Regions from separate parts of the Mus musculus genome. Here region 2 is linked to region 1. A link is a contact called in public Hi-C data. All regions are on one chromosome and are shown on one strand. The core of a region is the stretch at or near the end of the contact, and the rest is flanking DNA. Distances in the headings are between cores, read along the strand shown. Region 1 overlaps Flt3 (FMS-like tyrosine kinase 3). Region 2 overlaps Pan3 (PAN3 poly(A) specific ribonuclease subunit).

Region 1 (4,860 bases), core at 1,602-4,101:
TGTATTCACAAGTGCTGCAGCAGGAAGACTGCGGGACCCACCCCAAACCATGACCTCCTCGTGCTGCGCTAGGCAATGCTGCTTCTCCACCCGCTGTCCCCTGTCATTCCACACTATAAGCCACCAAAGCCTCAAATCTTTATGTCTGCTGAAGTAACATGGTAGTAAACAGATTAGCGGGGGGGGGGGGGGGGGAGACAACATCTTTAGCTGTGTACGCACCTACACAAACTATTGAAACACAAGGAAGGGCTAGGTTGGTGTATCTTACTAAGTTTCTCCATAGGAAAAGATGTCTGTGTTTCAGAGGGGTAGTATGTTAATTAGGGCTCCCTAAAGAAACAGAACTGATAGAATTAAAAATAATACATATATATGTATTATTTTTAATTATAAAGTTATATATAGGGCTGGAGAGATGGCTCAGTAGTTAAGAGCACTGACTGCTCTTCCAGAGGTCCTGAGTTCAATTCTCAGCAACCACACGGTGGGTCACAACCATCTGTAATGGGATCTGATGACCACTTCTGCTGTTTCAAGAGAGCAACAGAGTACTCATATAAAATAAATAAATAAGTAAAAATTTAAAAAGTTATATATATAAGTATATATACATATAAAATTATATATTGTTTTACTCTCTATGTAAAAATATTTTATGCACAGACATACACACATACACACACGCATATATGGGGGATTTGTTAGAGCGGCTTACAGGCAGCAGTTCATGTAATCCAACAAGGTGCACGAGACTGGATGTCTCAGAAATCCCCATCTGGAGTCCCGGGGAAGTCTTAGAAAGCAGGTGGTCCTGGGTCTACATTGGGATCCTGAAGAAGTCAGTGAGAAAGCAACCACAGCAGCAGAGCAGATGGACTTGCCAGTAAGAGTGAAGGCAAGCAGGCAAAATGCAAACGCTTCCTCCTTCATACCCTCTATGGCTGCCACCAGAAGGCGTGGCCCAGGTGTTAGGCAGGTCTTCTGACCTCAGAATCCAGAAATTCTCTGTCCCCCGTGCTGCCGAGCCGCAATGACCAGTTTAGATAATCCAGCACAGTTTGTTCATGTTCTCTAATTACAGCAGGCCTTTTTATTTTTACTCTTAGGTGTGTTATGACATGGACTTTTGAAGAGCATCCAGTTTTTTTTTTTTAAGATTTATTTATTATTATATCTAAGTACACTGTAACTGTCTTCAGACGCACCAGAAGAGGGCATCAGATCTCATGGATGAGATGTGAGCCACCATGTGGTTGTTGGGATTTGAACTCAGGATCTTTGGAAGAGCAGTCAGTGCTCTTAACCACTGAACCATCTCTCCAGCCCCGGGCATCCAGTTTTTAGACGGTTTGTCTTCACTGCAGCCTTCTGCTCCAATCATGCCAAGCACTGTGCTCTTCCCCACTCTGTGACTGTGTCACACATTTGTGTGGCTCCATGCGACACTGTGCTGGGGCAGAAAACCAATGAGGATGTGACTTCAGGGCCCACAGGTTTTATGTTTCTAGGAGAAAGACAAGCAGACCTATACATCAGATCAGTGTCTTGTGATTGATACTGTCACTAAAGTTAGCATGGCTACCCCAAGGAAAAAGGGGTGAGGAACAGGCAAGAGAGCAAGAGAGCCTCCCTCGGATGGAATCCAGAGGGAGAGGGACTAGTCAAAGCCAGTCCAGGCTGGGCAGCCTTCTTGCTGGTCAGAAGGAGCCTTCCCAGAGCAGCTGGGAAGAATACGGGCAGGGCAGGTAGTCAGGAGGACATGATGGGGATGGGGACAGACATCTAGGAGATGCCACATGAAGAAAGCCAGACTTGGAGAAGGAGGGCAGGAGTCACGGCACAGACATTCCTGTTTTTATAGGCTTTGTTCTTTTAAAGGCTGAGGAGAGCGTAGTGGACCCCCATGGACACCATGTGCTCTCTTACAGAGTTCATTCCCTTCAGAGACTCTGGGCTCTACTCTCATGTACTCCTCGAAACTCATCGTTATCTTCTGTCTGTCTGTCTGCCCCCTGTACCCTGTATGTGCATGTGAAAGCAAGTGTGTGTGTGTGTGTGTGTGTGTGTGTGTGTGTGTGTGTGTGTGTGTATGAGAATGTGGGGCCCATGTACCGTAGTGTGTGTGCAGAAGTCAGAGGACAAACTGTGGGAGTTAATTCTTCCACTGTGGGACCCAGGAATCGAACTCAGGACATCAGGGTTACATGGTTAATGCGTTTTCTCACTGAGCTATCATCTCTTTGGTCCCCCCAAACTCACTTCTTCTGAATGCTTTCTTCAATCTTAATCTATTTATTCATTTAGAGACACGACCTCTATGTGTAGTCCAGGCTGGCCTCAAACTTAGAAATCCTCCTGCCTCAGCCTCTCCAGTGCTGCGATTATGGATCTGCACCACTAGGCCTGTCAGATATGATGCACTTTTATTCTGAAAGCCAGTTCTTTATCCAAAAGGGATTCTGTTCTCGCACGCACACACGCACGCACAGGAAGCCGGCTGTTAGAAGCGTCTCTGGAGCTAGGCGAAGGCCCCCTTTGGCACTTCTTTGGCTCATAGCTCCAGGGATGCCTCAGATGACTGCAGCTGAGTTAACTTAGGACTCAGCCAGTGTTCTCGGGATGTATGACAGTCATGGGTCTCTGTCCTCTGTAACTGTTGTGAGTCTCTCTCTGAAGGTGTAAGTCACAGACCATGTCATTCAAGCCTCTCTCTTCCAGTGTGTCCACAGAGACCTGGCAGCCAGGAATGTGTTGGTCACCCACGGGAAGGTGGTGAAGATCTGTGACTTTGGACTGGCCCGAGACATCCTGAGCGACTCCAGCTACGTCGTCAGGGGCAACGTGAGCCGTTTGCTTTTTGTCACGAGTACAGGAAACACCTGCACTCTCTGTGATGCGTTTTTGATTTATGGTGACACCAAGGGGAGAAAAAAAAAACTCCCAGTGCTTCACTTCTTTAGGCTGAAAAGATTGTTTTGTGCTCACTAAGAGCTAAGCAAAATAGCCACGCATCTCTGGGGGGCTGGCCACTCAGAACAGATCCATTAGGGGTTGGCATGAGATCTTCACCTGAAAAAAAAAATGCCCTTACTCAGACCTGTTTCGGTTTCCTTAGCTATAAAGTGGCTTTATATGTGTTTTATGTTTCCGATCATGAGACAAGCTAGCATGTATAAAAAGCTTTTTGTTTTTTTTTTTTCTGAACAGGCAGCACACAGGTATTCACTATAAAGTTTAAAGGTGCTGTAGTTAACTGGTAGCGTTTGTTACCCTGTTACTATATGAAGAGTTCAGGAAGACTCCAAATACAACATAACTGACATGTGTTCGTTCAAAGAGAATGTGAGGGGGCCAGAGAGATGGCTCAGTGGTTAAGAGCATAGAGTGCTTTTCCAGGGGACCCAAGTTTGATACCCAGCACCCACGGCAGGATGCTCGCAAGCATCTATAACTCCAGCTCCAAGGAATCTAGTGCCTCTGGCCTCTTTGGACATGTGTGCTCATGTGCACATACTTACACATAAGTGAAAATCAATTCAAAGTATGATGAGGCAAAAAATGAATGTTTAAGAAGGGAAGAAAGAGAGAGAGAAAGAAAGATAGACAGAAAATGATAGATAGATAAACAGACAAATGATTGATAGATAAACAGACAGAAGACATATAGACAATGATAGACAGACAGATAGACAGTGAGATGTCTCAGCAGGTAAAGGTAGTTGCTACCAAGCCTGAGGGCTGGAGTTGCCCCCCAAAAACACATGGTGGAAAAACTGGAATGGTATAAGTTGACCTCTGACCTTCACCTGTGTGCCGAGCATGCACCCTCCCCCAGCGCCCACACACATGCACAGGAATAAAAACATAATTATTCTTCTTTTCATTTTTCAAGACAGGGTTTCTCTGTGTAGCCCTGGCTGTCCTGGAACTCACTCTGTAGACCAGGCTGGCCTCGGAACTCAGACAGAGATCTGCCTGCCTCTGCCTCTGCCTCTGCCTCTGGAGCACTGGGGCTAAGGATGTGCGCTGCCACCATGTCCCCCTGGCATCAAATTTTTAAAGAAAGAAAGAATGAAATGAACAGTAAGGGCTGAAGAGCTCAGGCGTAGAGCTCTGGCCTGGCCTTCGCGAGGCTTTGGTTCAAGCCTCAGAATGAGGAAGAAAAAGAAGGAATTAGGACACCTTGGTGCAAGTCCCCCTGGTGCTGTGTGTTCAGCCAGTGCTGGGGGAGGGGGGCAGGGGGGAGGGGGAGGGGAGTCTCAGTACCATCATCCCTGCTTATGAAATGACAGCAGCCCAGGCTGCCCCAGTTCCTCCTCTCTGCTCGACACTCTCAGTACTCACTTCGGTCTGAAAATACCCACTCTGTGAAGAGGAAATTGAGACAAAGAAAAGCAACTTGCCCGCGGTTGCTAACTTGCCCCGTGTGGATGTGAGCGTGCAGAGCCTGCATCCCTGTCGTTCACGGTGGTGTCCTCCTGACTAACTTCCTACAGGATTCTGATTTTACTTCCTAGGTTCTCAGAAACCAACCAATACAATCAATGACATAGCCCTTTAACCCAAAATGAGAACTCCAATGAATGCTCATCTCAGGTGGCTTAGAGCCGGTTCCCAGGGATGGTCGCTGGCTGTGGTTACAGTACACTGACCTCTCTGTGTGCTTATGGGGTTTTCACCCCACCAGTGGGCTCTCCTGTGGGAAGGTGAATTCCGTTCAGAACCTTCTGTTAATGAATCAGGTAACCCAGCCTGGACCACAGATTGGGCCAGTGACTCCATTTGCATAGGATTTAAAAGAGGATTTCCTTCTGGGGCTCTTCTTTAGCCTGGCCAATTAAACACATGAGGTTCCTA
Region 2 (4,860 bases), core at 983-3,482, 130 kb before region 1:
TCTAGCTGTAGACAGAAAGTAAAACAAGCCCGAAAGAGAGATGCATGTTGCAGATAACGAAGCCAGAAGTGCAGTCATCTAAGTAATAAGCCCTTTGCAACTAAACACCTAGAACCAGTCATGGAGCTACAGAATTTTCTATTTACCCTTCTGGGTTTCAGCCTTGTGTTGGTCCAGTTTTTCCTGGCTGTGCTCCCATTTATTATAGTATATTCTATGCCATTGTATGTTGGAAATATATAATTTGCTTTCTTTTCTTTTTTTTTTTTAATGATAGTTAAGAGATCATTGTGTCAGAAGAGACTTTGGGCTTTTGAACAGCGTTGAAATTGTCAAACACTCCAAGGGCATCTAAAATTAGACTAAATCCATCTGCATCATGATATGGCCATGCCTATGGAGAATACGGAGCAGAGTGTAGCCAAATGAATAAGAAATGTTCCCCTAGAGCAGTGGTTCTCCACCTTCCCAATGATACAGTTCCTCGTGTTGTGGTGGCCTTCCACCAAAAATTTACTTTGTTGCTATTTTCTAACTGTAACTTTGCTACTGTTAAGAACTGTAATGTAAAATATCTGATATGCACACGGTCTAAGGCTGCCCCTGTAAAAGGGTCCTGTGAAAGACCCCCAAAGAGGTTGAAACCTACAGGTTGCAAGCTGATGCACTACAGGCTCATGTACTTCGACACTTAGCTCTAGCTAGCAAGCTGGTGGTACTGTTTAGGGGTGGCAGTGAAAGAACCTTTAGAAACTGGAGCCTTTGATAAAGGAACTATGTCACTAAGGGCATGCTTTGAAATTTTACAACATTTCCTGTTCTCTGCTTCCCATGTATGCAGATGAAAATGTTATGTACTTGCTAACTAACATGCCCTCCTCACCACTCATGTGCTCTAAACCTCTAGAACCAAAAGCCAAAATGAACCCTTTCTTTACTAAATTACTTTTGGGTGTGGTATTTATCACAGCAACAAAAAGCTAACTAATACAAATGCCATTAACTTCTAACTAGTAGATAGCCTTATCAAAATTATTTTCAAGTGACTGGTGAAAGTGCAAACTTCAGCTAAGGGATGAACGAAAGGCATGAAAGGAGCTCACACAAGTAGGAACTAGGCTCCCAAATCTGCTGCACAGTTGCCCAGACATATGAGCCCTTTCCTTATGTAGTATTCTTTCTTGCTGGTTACCAAGATAATAGAAGATAAACATGGCATATTTATAAGTTAGAAGGAAGAAATCTTTCTACAGGAAGAAGTTCTTGAAAAGCCAAAGCAAAGATCTGCAAACAGCAGTAAAGCCAGATTCCAAGGCATCCTGTACCAGGAGAGAACACAAACCACAGCACCAAAGGGTCTGAATAAGAATCTCCCAGGTTCACTGGCCATTACTTACCAGGAAACAGCAGGCTGGGTAGAATCAGGGAAAGGGAATGGGGAGATGGAGACAGTGCTAAGGGGATGGAGGCAGAGAGCACTGCATTCACTTCAAGGGACTGCAGTCACTGCAGTTCTCTAACTCTCCAAAGTCCCAAGGAACTCTAACCTAATAATATATAACCTAATATAAGCAAACTCTTACACTTACTAATTCCAGTCTATTCCATCAAAATCTATAATATTCCTATCCCTGGGCCCTAAAGACTAAAACCTACCTGAAGTAGCACTCTAACCTAGTGAGTAACTAAAGAACTAAGCATATCTAAGGAGCTTCCAAAACTTCTCTGAGTTCCTAAAAGAAGCACCAGTTAGAGAAAGCACTCACAGAAGGATCTGTGATCCATAACACTAACGTGCACCTACTTATGAAGTAGGTCTCAAGAGGGTGAAGTTACATCAAAGGAGATACTGACAAGTAGACAAGGAAATCAAATGGATCCTCTCACAAACCTGCCAAGGTCCAGCCTCAGCGTGAGAAGGGTCCTGAGAGAGGCAGGGATGGGAGTGGTGCTGATTCAGTAATGACTCAGGGTCAGTAGCAGATGCAAGCTGTCAGTTCAGGTGCTCTCTGTTCCCTGAGGATTCTCATCATTTTCCTTCTTTTCCTTTCTGACCAGAGAGCCTAAACCCAGTCTTTTATTTTTTAAATTATATCATCAAGGCTTTGCTCATTGTTCATAATATTTAAAATTCTTACATTTACATAAATTCTATTGAGTCTCAGATCAATAGTCCCAAGCCTCACTCCCTTAGAGCAGAAACTAAACACAAAGCAAAAGCACATTTCCTCATAGGTTTTACATAGCCTGTTCTTCACGGCTAGCTAGGCACAGCTCTTGCGGTTTCTTGGTACAGCAGACAGCAGTCTTTTAGTAACTATTTTCATGGAAAATCGAAAGATGATATACTACTAAAGTTAAAATGATTCCTTACAAAGTTTTAAACTTTAGGTTAAGTAACACAGTGAGCTCTTTGTCTCTCCAGGCACTATCAACTCCAACTCTTCAAGTAGCCAGAAGAACAAAGTACTAACTTTTTATATGCTTATCTATCATCTTTTTATTTCTCTAATCTTTGCTTCCTATCCTAGCAATTCCAATGCCCTCATGTACTCTCCTTCTAGTACCATTTGTTCTAAATTATACATCATAAGTCTTTCTCCTATAAAACTGTCTATCGTTCACTCATATTTTATAGATTACTATTTTTTTCTATCCGTGCCTTTTCTTCTTGAGACCACTTTAATTCTGTCCTTGATGTCCCCAAGTTCACCCTGGCTAATTAATGCAGCAGTCATTGGACCAGAGGGTACCTGTATCTCCTCACGATTTTAAATTCAAGGCCAAGTCTGGCAATGAACTATTTCAACAAAGGACCACGTAGGCTTTTATGGCCTCTGTGGTTATGTTGTCTAGATCCTTTCCCATGGCCCTAAAGGCCAAGCAGAAGGCATGCTCCTCATCCTCCTCAGCCTCATGACCACCTCCATTCCTCACTCCTGAGAACCACATCTGTTTCATTGATTATGGCAACGGGGGAAGTATATTCCCCAGAGAGAGACTGAAAGTAAAGTAGTAAAGACAGCAGATCAGCTTGAGGGCAACAGCATCCATCAGCACGTGTGGGGACCGTGACGATCAACAGCCTGGTAATGCTCCAGGGGCAGGAACTGTGTCACACCTCCCCTTATGCAGCCATGCCGGACCCAGCACAAACCCAACAGTCTTCATGCATTTCATCATTTTACCAGATAAGCTACTATCACAGTAATGCGAAAAACTTATGGTTCATAACTATTTTAAAACTTCTGAGGCAGCATGAATGCCTTTAATACATCAGTACTTTCAGGCAAATTCTAATCTCTAATACCACAAACATTTTATAGAGCTTTACATCACTCAATCCTGTCATTCAAGTAGGCATCAGATTCTTACAAGATGAAACATGGTCACCAAGCACACATCCATACATGCAAACAACTGTACACGTAAAATAATTCTTATAAAAACTAAAATAAAGCAAACAGATATGAAGAATGACACCAATGTCAACTTCTGGCTCCAAAAGCACACACATAGGTGTATGTACCCATGCATGCATGACACACACACACACTAACACCTATATATACATATGGTTTTAGAATAATTACTACAAAATTACACATAACTGCTCAGTAAAAGAAAATCAAAGTGATGTTTACAATAATGACCAAAATAATTTGAGAAAAAAAGTATAGTTTCAAATAGTGCACAATTCAGTGGAAAACGACAAACAGATTAAAGAAAATCACCCAAAAATAGAAAAACTTTCAACTAAGAACTACTAGAGAACAGTGAGATATGTCTATTTCCTCCAGACTTAACAGTGCTCCCTGGGAAGGCCACATTAACACCATCTCCTGAGAGAAAAGAAACACGTTCAGGCCCCACTTACAATGAGACAGTGTAACAGAAGTACAGAGACTCAGTAACACGTTCCAGTGCCTGTGTTATGAACCACCTTCCTCCCCAAAAAAGCAAGAGCCCATCCAAGTCAAACACAATGTATGTAGACAGAAAGGACGGCCCAGAAAAGGAAGGCAGCAACAGATCTTAAAAACAAAACCCAATCAGATATTCAGACACAGGCTGGAGAGATGGCCCAGCAGTTAACATTAGCACTGGTTCAGACACTTAAGTGAAAGGTATAAATAGGTGAGAATTTTGTTTTAAAACTTTTTTGTAGCCAGACGTGGTGGCACATGCCTTTAATCCCAGCACTCGGGAGGCAGAGGCAGGCGGATTTCTGAGTTCGAGGCCAGCCTGGTCTACAAAGTGAGTTCCAGGACAGCCAGGGCTAAACAGAGAAACCCTCTCTCGAAAAACAAAATAGGTGAGAATCATGAAAACCAAAAACAGGAGAGGTACCACAAGCAAACTATCAAAAAGCAGGGATAAAAGCAGGCTATAATAAGGAAAAAAACCTCAAGATTTAGATCTTGATTAATTACAACTGGGTTTTTTTCCTAAAGCAGTTTTCCATTTGGCAAATGGGTTATATTTAATACAACAGTAACATATACTGCCTGATTTTTTCATCCTTCAGTTAATCAGCAGGAAAACCTCAGCTAAGAAGTGGTACTGCGTGCTCAGTATGGAAGGCAAACATTTAGTTTTGCCAGGCGTACTTGTGCAGAGCTTTAATCATAGAAGCTGTGCTGTGTGGCCATCTCCTCAATTCGCAACCCATGCTGTGTACTCATCTCAAAGCTCAACCTCTAACAGGTCCAGGGTTGGGACAGCAAAAAATTACAGAACACAAATGTTTGGTTAAAGAATGGGTAAGAAGGTGGGCTTGGTGGCACTGGCCTTTCATCGCAACACTTGGGAAGTAAAGACAGGTGACCTCCTCTAAGTTCAGCAAGTTTTTAGTTCCCC

What was found. A called contact is a pair of places that touch in the nucleus more often than the background predicts.
Region 2: a contact with region 1 is called in a Hi-C map of centrocytes, with 1.9 times the contacts expected there. The contact joins two enhancer-like sites. A contact is called at or near these places in 3 of 484 Hi-C or Micro-C datasets (CD4 T cells, centroblasts and centrocytes), 1 of 115 datasets of contacts at active chromatin or transcription factors (memory CD8 T cells) and 1 of 9 other capture datasets (liver).

Annotation. Positions count from the first base shown.
Region 1 is chr5:147,339,197-147,344,056 of GRCm38.p6, reverse strand. Flt3 (FMS-like tyrosine kinase 3) reads left to right here. Exons shown (of 24, transcript NM_010229.2): 20 at 2,722-2,844. Among named protein-coding and RNA genes, the nearest start is that of Urad, 19 kb to the right of the region's middle. Within about 2 kb of position 2,851, at least 83 of the 459 cell types and tissues checked have an H3K27ac peak or open chromatin away from gene starts, as enhancers often do. A contact at or near this core is called in centroblasts and centrocytes, where this site is marked.
Region 2 is chr5:147,471,478-147,476,337 of GRCm38.p6, reverse strand. All of the region lies in intron 4 of Pan3 (PAN3 poly(A) specific ribonuclease subunit), which reads right to left. Among named protein-coding and RNA genes, the nearest start is that of Pan3, 44 kb to the right of the region's middle. Within about 2 kb of position 2,232, at least 27 of the 459 cell types and tissues checked have an H3K27ac peak or open chromatin away from gene starts, as enhancers often do. A contact at or near this core is called in centroblasts and centrocytes, where this site is marked.